2 separate regions of the Cyprinus carpio genome follow, and region 1 is linked to region 2. The links are chromatin contacts, called in public Hi-C maps. All regions are on one chromosome and are shown on one strand. Each heading gives the region's core, a stretch centred on a gene start, on an enhancer-like site or on the middle of the called end of the contact. The rest is flanking DNA. Distances are from core to core; before and after follow the strand shown.

The links. A called contact is a pair of places that touch in the nucleus more often than the background predicts.
Region 1: a contact with region 2 is called in a Hi-C map of liver, with 7 times the contacts expected there. The contact joins the promoter of LOC109089781 here to the promoter of LOC109107684 in region 2. A contact is called at or near these places in 4 of 8 Hi-C or Micro-C datasets (liver, red blood cells and skeletal muscle).

Annotation. Positions count from the first base shown.
Region 1 is chrA17:27,762,783-27,768,885 of ASM1834038v1, reverse strand. LOC109089781 (39S ribosomal protein L33, mitochondrial) reads left to right here and starts at 3,917. Exons shown (of 4, transcript XM_019103739.2): 1 at 3,917-4,061; 2 at 4,408-4,426; 3 at 4,792-4,898. The coding sequence starts at 4,040.
Region 2 is chrA17:27,614,950-27,620,523 of ASM1834038v1, reverse strand. It overlaps LOC109107684 (molybdenum cofactor biosynthesis protein 1-like), which reads left to right and starts at 1,514. Exons shown (of 11, transcript XM_042774551.1): 1 at 1,514-1,781. The coding sequence starts at 1,626.

The DNA.
Region 1 (6,103 bases), core at 2,668-5,167, 150 kb before region 2:
TCTTCAAGTCTTTCTTCAAGGGAAGTAATGCATATGAGACATGGACAGCAGAAGCGATACAATCAGAAGTGTTCCAGTGACTAATCTGTGGCTGGGTTAGTAAAGGCATGGATGTGTTTGGGGGGGTACTTTGGCCTTGGCATCAGTTGCTAGGTGTTGGATTGTTGGAGTGGAGACAAAAGTTATCAAATTTTACCCCCAAACAGGAATTAGCAAATGTTTGTTGGGATATTTCACCCAGAAATTAAAATAATGTCATCATTTACTCACCCTCCAAACCTATTTTCTTTCTTCTGTTGAACGCAAGAATCTTGGCAACCAAACAGTTGCTGGTATCCATTGACTTCCATAGTATGAAAAACAATTACTATGGAAGTCAGTGGCTACCAGCAACTGTTTGGTTTCTGAATTTCTTCAAAATATCTTCTTTTGAAATTCATACCGGTTTGGAAAAACATGAGGGAGAGTGACTGTTGACAAAATCTTTATTTTTGGGTGAACTATCCCCTTAAATAATCTTAAACAGTTTTTGTTACATGACAATTTAATAAACAGTTTAGACATTCTGTAAAGGCTACATTTGTAGCTAACTTTACCATAAAGTGAACATAGAGTAAGCTAAAAAACTATGTAAAGAAAGAAGGATATGCAACATTTATCATTTGAAGTGGCTCGGCTTCACTTTATTACCAGCATTCGCTGTATTTCAGACAACCTCTGATCATTTTCAACAGACCATTAACATTTTTCATTTTTGAGCAGTGCCATGGTTTCACAGTAGGTTTCCAGCATTACTGAAAGTGGACTGATCTTATTTTACCCTCCCTTTTATTCATTCATCTTTTCTCTCTGCCTCCTCTTTCTCCTTATGGCAGATGTCAGCAGCCTACTCTCCCCTCCATGGGAACAGGAGGCAGTCCACTCCCACTCCCGCTTGCGTCACGGAAAGGAGAGAGGCTTCCGAAAGTGGAACACAGATGGGAGAGGCATCCATTGATGAGAACTAAATCCACACAGACTGCGATTGAGGCATTTGACACTTCTGTACTAATGCATTAATGAGTGGTAATGTGAGAGTTAAGATGCAGATGAGAAATGCGAGAGGAATTTTTATTTTTTTTTTTACTTATTATTAGTACTTATTTATTTTTGCAACTGATTAGAAATGAATACCTTGTTACATCCTGTGCCTTTCGGGTATTCTTTATTGAGTAAATTTTATTGTTACTTAAATAATTCCATCCTAGTTAGGTTTGTCTTGGGTCTAAAATAACACATTTCAGTGGATTTTCTTACCTGCAGCCTGGGAAAAAAAAAAAAAAAAAAAAAAAATATATATATATATATATATATATATATATATATATATATATATATATATATATATATATATATATTTTTTTTTTTTTTTTTGTATTATATATTTGTAGCCAATGTATTTTCTTACCTGCAGCCTGGGAAAATCTATATATATATATTTTTTTTTTTTTTTTTTTTTTGCAGTAGTATTCTAAAAATGATTTCATGAAATGTTTTTGTTCTAATTCAGAAACCTGTTACATATGTAGGACTCATTGAGAGGGTACAACATCATCTGGTTCTCTGAATTGCCATCACCATGGCAACCTGATGCACATCCGTATGACATCATAGCTCACTCAGTCAAACAAGCAGGGACAGAATGTGATTTGAGTGTGAGCACCTGCAGTCTACAGGACTCTCTGACCAATTATTTTCTCAATAATTTTAAAAGGGTGGGTGGGGGGGGGGGGTATTGTAAATATTTTTTATATATTTAATATTTGTGGAAAAAGCCTTTTATTCAGAGAGCAAATTTTATTCAGAGGACCAAACTGAGAAATATGCATTTTAAAAACATTTAAAGGTCCAAAACATAAGATAAAATTCTAACAGCTTGTAATGTAAATCAATGTGCATTCTATAAAATGTATATTTTAATGGTTTGGAGGTGGGGGGTGTGCAAATAAACATTCCTCAAAAGCATGATGTATTATATTTGATAATGACATTTTAACATGGTATTTCTAAAAAAAAAAAAAAAAAAATATAGATGGATAATCAAGTTGCTTCCGCACAATAATTGTTCATCTTGAAATATAGCTAGTAATATAAACTATATAACTATAACTAACAATATTATAACAAACCTCACAGCAAAAAGACACACGTACCACAACCTGAATGAGGACATTTTTAGACTTATACTAAGAGGCCTCTTACTTGATAAAAAGTATAAACCATCAGACAACAGAAGGCACACACAGATTGTGTAATACATGTTTTTAATCAAAGTTTGGATTATGTTGATAATTGAGAGGCCTTTAAAATTATCAGATATGATACAGTAGGTTTTATTGAGTTAAATATAATATATAATCACAAAATGTATGCAAATTCGTAATTTTGGAATATTCAGCATTTCAAAATAATCTGTTGGCAGATCAGATTTGGCACCTTCTCTCTTTCACATGTGTCTATTGCAGTATGTTGTGATGACATGCTTCTTGTGTCAGTGACAGTAAGCAGGGTGGTTTCGTTAATAAAATCTGGGAAGACATGAGCTAATTTAGCAGGCTGAATGAAATGCTTCTTCTGCCACTGTAAGGTCTCTCCATAGAACCATCAACTAGTGACGCAGGCAATTTCACACACATCCTACCAGCTGGTAGCAGTGTGGCCCATCCAACAATTAATTTCCTGAACCCTGTCTTCCTTTTGGCAGTATCGTTTCCCCTCTACCAGTCATCACTCCTTCTATAGAAACTGCCTCCCACATTAGAAAACTTGAATATGAGCTGCTGGTCCGCAAGTAGAGTACGCAATTAAGGTCACGTACACACTGTGGTGTTGTGGGACTGACAACATAATTTAAATGCAAGACCGAATGCTCCAAATTATCATTCCAAATGTGTACAGAACAGGACTGCCACTAAAATAAAAAATAATAATAATAATAATAAATAATAATAATAATAATAATAAATAAATGTTTATATGTGAGCCTCCTTTCCACAGGGCCTGGAACAGCTCCAATAATACAGTTACTCCAAAGAATATAATTTAAAATTTTATTTTCAAATAAAGTAAGCCATTTGGCAGACTTCAAAAGTTTGTCTAATTTTGCTGATTTGCAACCATCTTTGTATTGTTACAATGTGCTGCAAGTAAATGAACAGTGTACTCTTTTTTTATATTTGACAGTTTTTTTTTTTTTTTTTTCATTTTTATTTGTTTTACAACAATATCATTTTATTTAATTTATTTTTCAGTTTTAGTTCTTTTAGCACTAAACTACTTCTTTTAGTACTGTATATTTTTATATTTTAAATGCCATAGGCCACATCCAAAACTGCATACTTCCCTACTATAAAGTAGGCTAAATATGTGACAAAAATAGTATGTCTGAATTCACAGTATAGTAGGCAAAAAATACCAAGATGACATACTATTACTAATTTTTTTTTTTAGTAGACTATCCCTTATCTATTGCCTTGGTTTACTTTGAGTTTAATGTTTTATTTTTATTTTATTTTATTTTTTGTGCTTGATACTGTATCCCCTGTGCTTTTTGTTCAATAATAATAAAAAACCCATTCATACTAAATGTGCACATTCATATTCATATTCATATTCATATTTCTTTTTTTTTTTTTTTTTTTTTTTTCGGAAACATATATATATATAAACTTTATTAATATTTATAATATAAGTATTTTAAGTGTGACTTCATTCATTCATTCATTCTTTCTTTCTTTCTTTTTTTTTTCTTAAGCTTTTCATGTTTACATATCCACTTTCCATATCTACATATTAAAGAAATACATAACATATGTATAGAACCACGCTAACCCACAGGCGAAATTACCTACCGTCTATGGAAATTACTTGAGTTCCATCAAAGTCCCGCTGACGCACATGACACCGGAAGCAATGGAGCTTCATCCGGAAACTTAAAGCCAGAGTAGCTCAATGTGACATTTCTGAGCGGTTATATCTTTACTGTTATAGAAGAATAAGAATGTTTCTCACTACAGTAAACCGTAAGTATACCTATAATAATAATCTATAGTAATATCTACAATATGAAACTAAAAATATTTACAAAGCTTCATTGTCAGAATTGCTGCGGGCAAAACGTGTAGACTGCAGAACAGATGCGCTGAGTAGGAGCGTTAGCGGCTAATAACTAACCAGTAGTTTCATGTGTAAATTCATAATATTTGTACATTCAAAAAATGCCGAAGTTCAACTTTATACCACAAAGATTTGTTGTAGATGTTACTGGTGATTATCTGTTTATATAAACGTCGTACATACGTAACACTGTTATTAGATGTCAGTGCTAATTACTTTTTTCCCCCTCTCTTTAATTATTCTTCATTTTAGTTGCCAAGAGCAAATCTAAGTGAGTATTCCCACATCTTCATTGCACTTGTTTACAGACATACTATTTTAACTATGCTGTACTAATATGCAGTATGCACTGCTGCCAAAGTGCGCTCTTATGTATGATTACTTTATGAAATTTCAAACAGAGAGTATACAGAATAATGCATTTCATTGTCAAATAATGCTATATGTTTTGTTTTCGAACATACAGTTGTTAACTTTGATTTGTTGTTGAACTTTGATAGCTGTTTATTTTGGTAGGTCTGGATAAACACTTGATTTAAAATAGTGCCTGCTGCTTGGTTTAATGTCTTGTTTTAGACAGACGCAGTGAAGTCAGTGCTTTGTACTTGTACTTACCTCTGGCTTCTTGTGTCTCAGGACATTGCTGGTTCAGATGGTGAGTGCAGCTGGCACAGGTTATTGTTTTAACACGAAGAGGGGCCGATTGAGGGACAAACTGGTTTTGCGAAAGCATGACCCTATAGGTGAGGTGAACAATCCATTTAGCTCATGTTTACTTCTCCCAAATAGATTCTGTTTTCATCAAAAGAAGCCAAACTAAGTGGATCAAAATTAGATGTGTTTTATGTCATTGTAAGTATAATGCCAAGCACTGAATTTATTTCCTCCGACTCCCAAATATGATGATCACTTTGAAAGGAACCTTATTGCACAGTATAAAGGCAGAGTTATTTTACACATTTTAAAAATTACTTAATTGAAAAAATAAATTCACATCAGTTTCTATAAAAAAAATTAAAAATAAAAACTTTGACTTTGTATTGCTTTGACATCTTGCTTTTTCTACCCACTGTTAATGTCAAGACAAATAAACTAGAAACCTGTTCATTTAAAAGAAAATGGAAACCTTTGAATTAAAATGTGTACATACACCAATATTTGAAATGATTATCATTCCACAGTTGTTTTACAGAGAATATTGCCTTAAAACCCCAGTGAGCAAGTCCATGAAAACAAACACTTCTAAATAAATAAATATTGGTAACACTTTACATTAAGGTTTAATTTGTTACATTAGTTAGCTACATTACTTATTAATCTCATTTAGTTAATTTCAGCATTTAGAAATATATTTTTAAAATCAAAACTTATATCTGTTAACATTATATAGTGCACTGTGTCTAACACGAACAGTTGTATTTTATAAGACTTAATGTTAATAAAAATCTAATTGTTCATTGTTTGTTTATCTTAATTACTGTTAACAAATAAAACTTAACTTTAAAAAAAGTATTAGTAACTATTGAAATTAACATTGACTAATATTAATAAATACTGTATAAGTGTTCATTATTGTTAGTTCATTAACTAATGTATTAACTTATGTTAATAAATGAGACCTATTGTAAAGTGTCACCTAAATAGTGTATGCTTAAGGATAGTTAAGCACTTATGAAGGTTTAGTTTTTTTTTTTTTTTTCTAAGACTGCTATTAGAAAAAATGATTGCTATCTTGTAATTTCCCTTTAAAATCAGAAAGACAATGCAATCATATTTGGTAAATAGGTTAAATATTGTGTTACACATATTTAATAAATATATTAATTTAACATGCTACCTATGACCACCCTTCAAAATTCACTTTATAAAATATTTTTTCTCTCAAGTGTTCTGGGGACACTAGATTGAAAACCACTGAGGTTGTGTACAAAACAGACCTTTGATATGT
Region 2 (5,574 bases), core at 265-2,764:
ATAGGACATTATTTTACATTTTTCTATTTTCAACATTGCTGTTTAAAAGCAACACAATTAAGTTATTTTTAGCATATACAAGTGAAATTATGTTAAATTATAATTAACATGAAAGGTGTTATCAATGTAAGAAATACAATTCAAATTATGAAATAGCACATATTTCTTCTAAGAAACAGAATAATAATCCTCAAGGATTAATGCACAAATAATAATAATAATAATAATAATAGTAGTAGTAATAATAGTAGTAGTAATAATAATAATAATAATAATAATAATTATTATTATTATTATTATTATTATTATTATTATTATTATTATTATTATTATTATTATTTGCAGTCAACTGGATATCTCCAATTAGACGCTTACTGACGCTTGATGTGCAGTCTGTGGTTGAAGGTCTAGGCTGGTAAATAAAGGATTTCAGGTTCTAACTCTTCATCACTGTGTTGGTTAGTTAATGCTGTGTAACCTTATAACACCTGTATAAATATTGTATCTTTATTTATTTACTTTATCAAATTTCTATGTCCTTTCAATTATCAACATGATCAAAACTTTGCTGAAAACCTGTTGATATTTTACACTTTCTTAGCAGGTAAAAGGCCTTTTAGTATAAATAAAAAAAAAAAAAATATCCCTTTAGGTTATCCATCAAGTCAAATATGAATATCAAATAATGTTTTATCAGGCTTTTGAGGAACGTTTATTTATATTTCAATCAACTGTACAGCAGTTTTGCCCCCACAGAACAAAACTAAACTACACAGCTCTGATTATAAAGCAAAGTATTTTATTAAGACATTTTTGTTACATATAGAGTGACAATTGATATTTATGTGCATTTTATGTAAGTAGTCTTCAACTGTTATATAAAGATTTAAATGATTTACATAACAAGCTGAATTTCATCATAATTTTTAGCCATGTACTGTAAATATCAGGAACTCCAAATGATGTACTCCACCATATTTTTGGTGTTTGGGCCTCTGTCCTTTGTATTTGTCCTAAAGCTTCATATTATCCTATATATAGGATAATATGAATAGGATAATATAATAATTCATATTATCCTATATATATATATATATATATATATATATATATATATATATATATTATATATATATATATATATATATATATATGATAATATGAAGCTATAGGACAAAAAAAAAAATAAATAAGGAAGAAGGACAGAGGCCCAAACTCACCAAAAATATGCAATATAATTGTGCGTTACTAATTAAATAAAATCTCAGTGCACTCAAAAATAGTAATTTATCCATTTCAGCTGCATGTGTACAGTCCAAGTTCGAACTCCAAATTTGCTCTCACAGGAAAAGATGAGTAACTTCAGAGGACTGTGAAATCATTAACAGCACGTTATAGCAGATGTTCATCAGAACCAAAGTCCCTTGTCGTATTTCTGTAGTTTGTCGTTCACATTCATTAAACTATATTGCCCAGAATTCTTGTAGATGCTCCTTGACGTTCATTGGCTGCGCAAAGACACCCCCCTCGTTAATGTTCCAAAAGCGAACTACGTCAAATTTAAGCCAGTCGCTAACAAACTTAGATTATGCCCACATTTCATCACAGACATTTTTGCTTTGACGATGGCATTAAATTGCAGCACATTTAGTCGCCTTATTTTAGGAGCACAGGCCGCGGCTGAGGCCTGCACAAAGCGGGCAGTTCACCAGACGTGCGGGAGATATCGAGTGTGTCGATGGTATTCCGGTGTCACTCATGAAGAGAACAAACTGGAACAGGTGTGTGTTTCCTTACACCCTTTACACATACATTTACACCTGCCACTGCTGTACAGGTACGAGATCATGAGACGCCTTAAAGTCACGTGATGACGATAATTATAGTCTAATACACGTAGTTTGGGACAAGCTTAAAACTCTTGCCGGAACATATCGAATTTTACTGTTAGTGCTGTTTGAATGTTGTCTGTGTTCATGTGACATGTTGCATAACATGTATTTTTTGTTTGTTGGTTGTGCTGATGTATGATTGTGGCCTGTTAAACTTTATGTACATTGTGAGTTGTTTATTGTTTATATAATGCGGAAACAATAAATAAAGACGATATATTTCTATTTTTACACCGTAAAATTAACCATGGTTTTACCACAAATAGAACCAATAAAACATGGTTACTATAGTTAAACATCGGTAACCACAAATTACCTACACTACACAACACAAGCTACACTAACCATAGTTTAACCATGGTATTTGTAGTAAAACTGTGGTTATACAAAAGGTAATCAATACGCCTAAAAACCATTTTATTACAATAAAACCATTGTTAATTTTCGTAAGGGAATATGCTTTGAATAAACACAAGTAAGATTTATATAGATTATGAATATGGTAATCATTCTGCATATCAGTTCATTACTGTGTACAAACTAGCCCTCAGATTTTACACATTTATAATTGTCATTGTATTAATGCATTTAAAATATATATGTATTATGGTAAATCTCTAGTGAGGTATACACATGGTTTCATTTATGCTTCATGCTAGAGTGGGTAATGAACATAAAAGATTTAAAGTGTGACAAATTATAAACAATTCTTTCTTTACAACAGTTTGGTCATAAGACTCTCACTAAAGTACCAAACCAGAAAAAACGGTAATGGATGTCACGCCGTATAACATGGGAAGCCGTTGTCAAAGTTCCTTTATTCTATAAGTCTTTGCCCGTTGTGCTTGTTTAATGTTTAAAGTCTCACTATCAATGGGCTTCACACAACCTGGACAATAGCCTACACACACACACACACACACACAAATAAAATATCACAATATCACAGAGCGCTATAATCATCAATTATCAAAAGATGCGCCGTTATTGGTTTCAAGGTAGTCACATACTAACTATACATGTTAAAACAAAGTAATACTGTTTCTGTGCACTTTATAACAAGTCATGATAAAGTTGCGGGATTGTTTTTCACACAGTTTTAAACATTCCTGAAACTTTCACAGTCACTGATATAATATAAAAAAATAATAAACTAAACAATTACATTTGCTCAATTACATTTGCAGAAATCACATACTTTGTGGTCAAAATTAGCCTAAAATGCAAAATAATAAGCCTGATTAGGGATAGTAAAGATCCATTTCCACAAATAAACATAAAATAACTTGGAAAAAAATCCTTTGAAAACTTGCAAGGACTTTATACTCGCAGTCTGTGAAAATGTTAAATACAGTCAGAAAATGTTTAAAAATATTGAAATAGCTTTCTTTAACATGATCTCATATTTATTGTTTTATTTTTAATGTGATTTTGTAAATAAGTTTGTTATAGGGTAAACATACCTATTAAGCTCCCCAAAATCTACGTTGAGACATTTTTAGTGCACAAGATATTGGTTTCAGTACAGAGAGTTATGTTAAAATAAAATATTAGTCTCTCACACAAAAATATTTAATTATATTTTAAATGACAAAAGCATTTCAATTAAGATGTACATCATTAAATGCAAAAAGTCTGGCTGTGCTTAATGGGTACATTTTTGTACCATTTAGGCACACCCCTGTTCCCATTAAGCTCACATCGTGTTCTGTTAAAAATTCTTGTTTATTTTAAACAACCTTTTTAAAGAATAATTGAAAAATGTTTTATCTAAAGGAACAATCACACACACACACACACAAAACAACAACAACAACAAAAATCAAGCAAAAAGGCATTCAGTTTGATCAGTTATATATTCATAGTGAATTGTCATTTAAGCACATTGCAACACCTAGACTTAGTCCATGTTTAGCTAAGCATCACATATTCAAAAATCAAATAACAAAACAAACTAATAAAAATTTCATTCATGGGGATGAACACAGAAACTAGCCTCATTATGAAGACTCTTATTAAATGGATGTAAACTTGTCTATATTCTCTTAAGGCTGGAATACACTACATGATTTTTGCCACAGTTTTCCACCGATTTACTGCCCAGAGAAGTTGATGCTAGTTGCCAAAGGTCAGAGCCAGTCTGTAGATCTGAGCTGACATACTTAATAGAAAATCACATAGTGTATGATGGACACAGACACAATTTTTTCTTAGCTTCAGACTTTGATTCCATCCAGTTGGAGGAGATCATACATGTTTGATATTTTCAACAGATTTTAGAACCCATTGAGTTCATATCATTTCAAGTGTTTTCTAGCAACAATGCACACGTTTCTGGATGAGTTTGTTATTGTTTGTTGTAACTTGAAGGCCTGGTAGTGTGTGATCCTCAGTCATTTAGTGTATGATGGCCAGTTTTCCTTTGTGACAAAGCTGGCCATCATACACTTAACGACTGAGGATCACATCATACTCTGGTGTTTTAAAAATCTGTTCAAATTTTAAAAGTCATGTATTTTATTCCAGCCTTTAGTCACTTTTTTTTTTTCCTGGAAAGATACGACAGATTTCTAATGGCTCCTTCTTTGAATGGATGACATGTCTTTCATCTTTGGGCATAAACTATAATTACGTCTAGATTTTGTCATCTTAAAGCTGTGAAAATAAGTTAACCATTTTGTAAAGATTAACTTAAAGTGACAACCATCAGTTTATATTTAAAGTCTGTTTATGAAGTATTTATATAGACGTTCAATGTGGAAGAGCTTAAAGAGAGTACAGTACACTGAGATTAATGGGAGCAGAAACTATTGATATATTTAATGTAATATTTATTAAAATGACAAGATGTTGCAAAATAAATCATCTTGATCATGTATTAAGTTCATACATATTTTATTATGAACAACAGATATTAACAATATCTATGAAATTATACTTTTTCTTATTGATGTCACGCTGAAGCTGTGTGATTTTCATAGAAGTGTACCCTTTAAGCTCGCCTTAAAATAATGACATCTTTACAAATTACAGCACTGTAAAACCACAGACCAGTAATAAACTGTAAATTAATAATATTATGGATTTAAAAGTACAAGCCAGTAACGCCTGTGAAGTAATATATTAGCATAGCACACAATCTTATACAGCTAGTCAGCTTACTGTCTTCTTTAGCATCTGCGCTTTGCTGCTAAAACTATCTTTTGGATCTAACTGTGATTATTTCCCACATCCAAGTTCCAGGTTATAATATACAAAAGTCTACAACCTAATCTCTTAATTTTACAAAAAGTAGTGAAACTTACCCAAAATAAAAGCTTAAACATGTAAAAAAAATTTTTTTTACATGTTTAAGTAGCACATTTAAAGAGCTACTCTTTTGGTGAAAGTTTTCGGACAGCTTTCAAAATGGCCACTAGACAGTGTGAACACTTGGAGACACATATCTCAGTGTCCAATGATCTGATTGACTTGAAATTACAGGAGGTATGCAGTAACAAACACATCAATTGGTTAAAAATTTAGTATGATAAAACATTATTTTTTCTTTTTATAATCTGAGCTCAAAATGGAAGTGTGCTTAATGGGTATGTGAGCTTAATATGTACATTTACCCTAATCATATTTTGATCTGTTCACTATTTGCAATAGTTACTATTTACTTTTTTATAGTGTGATTTTT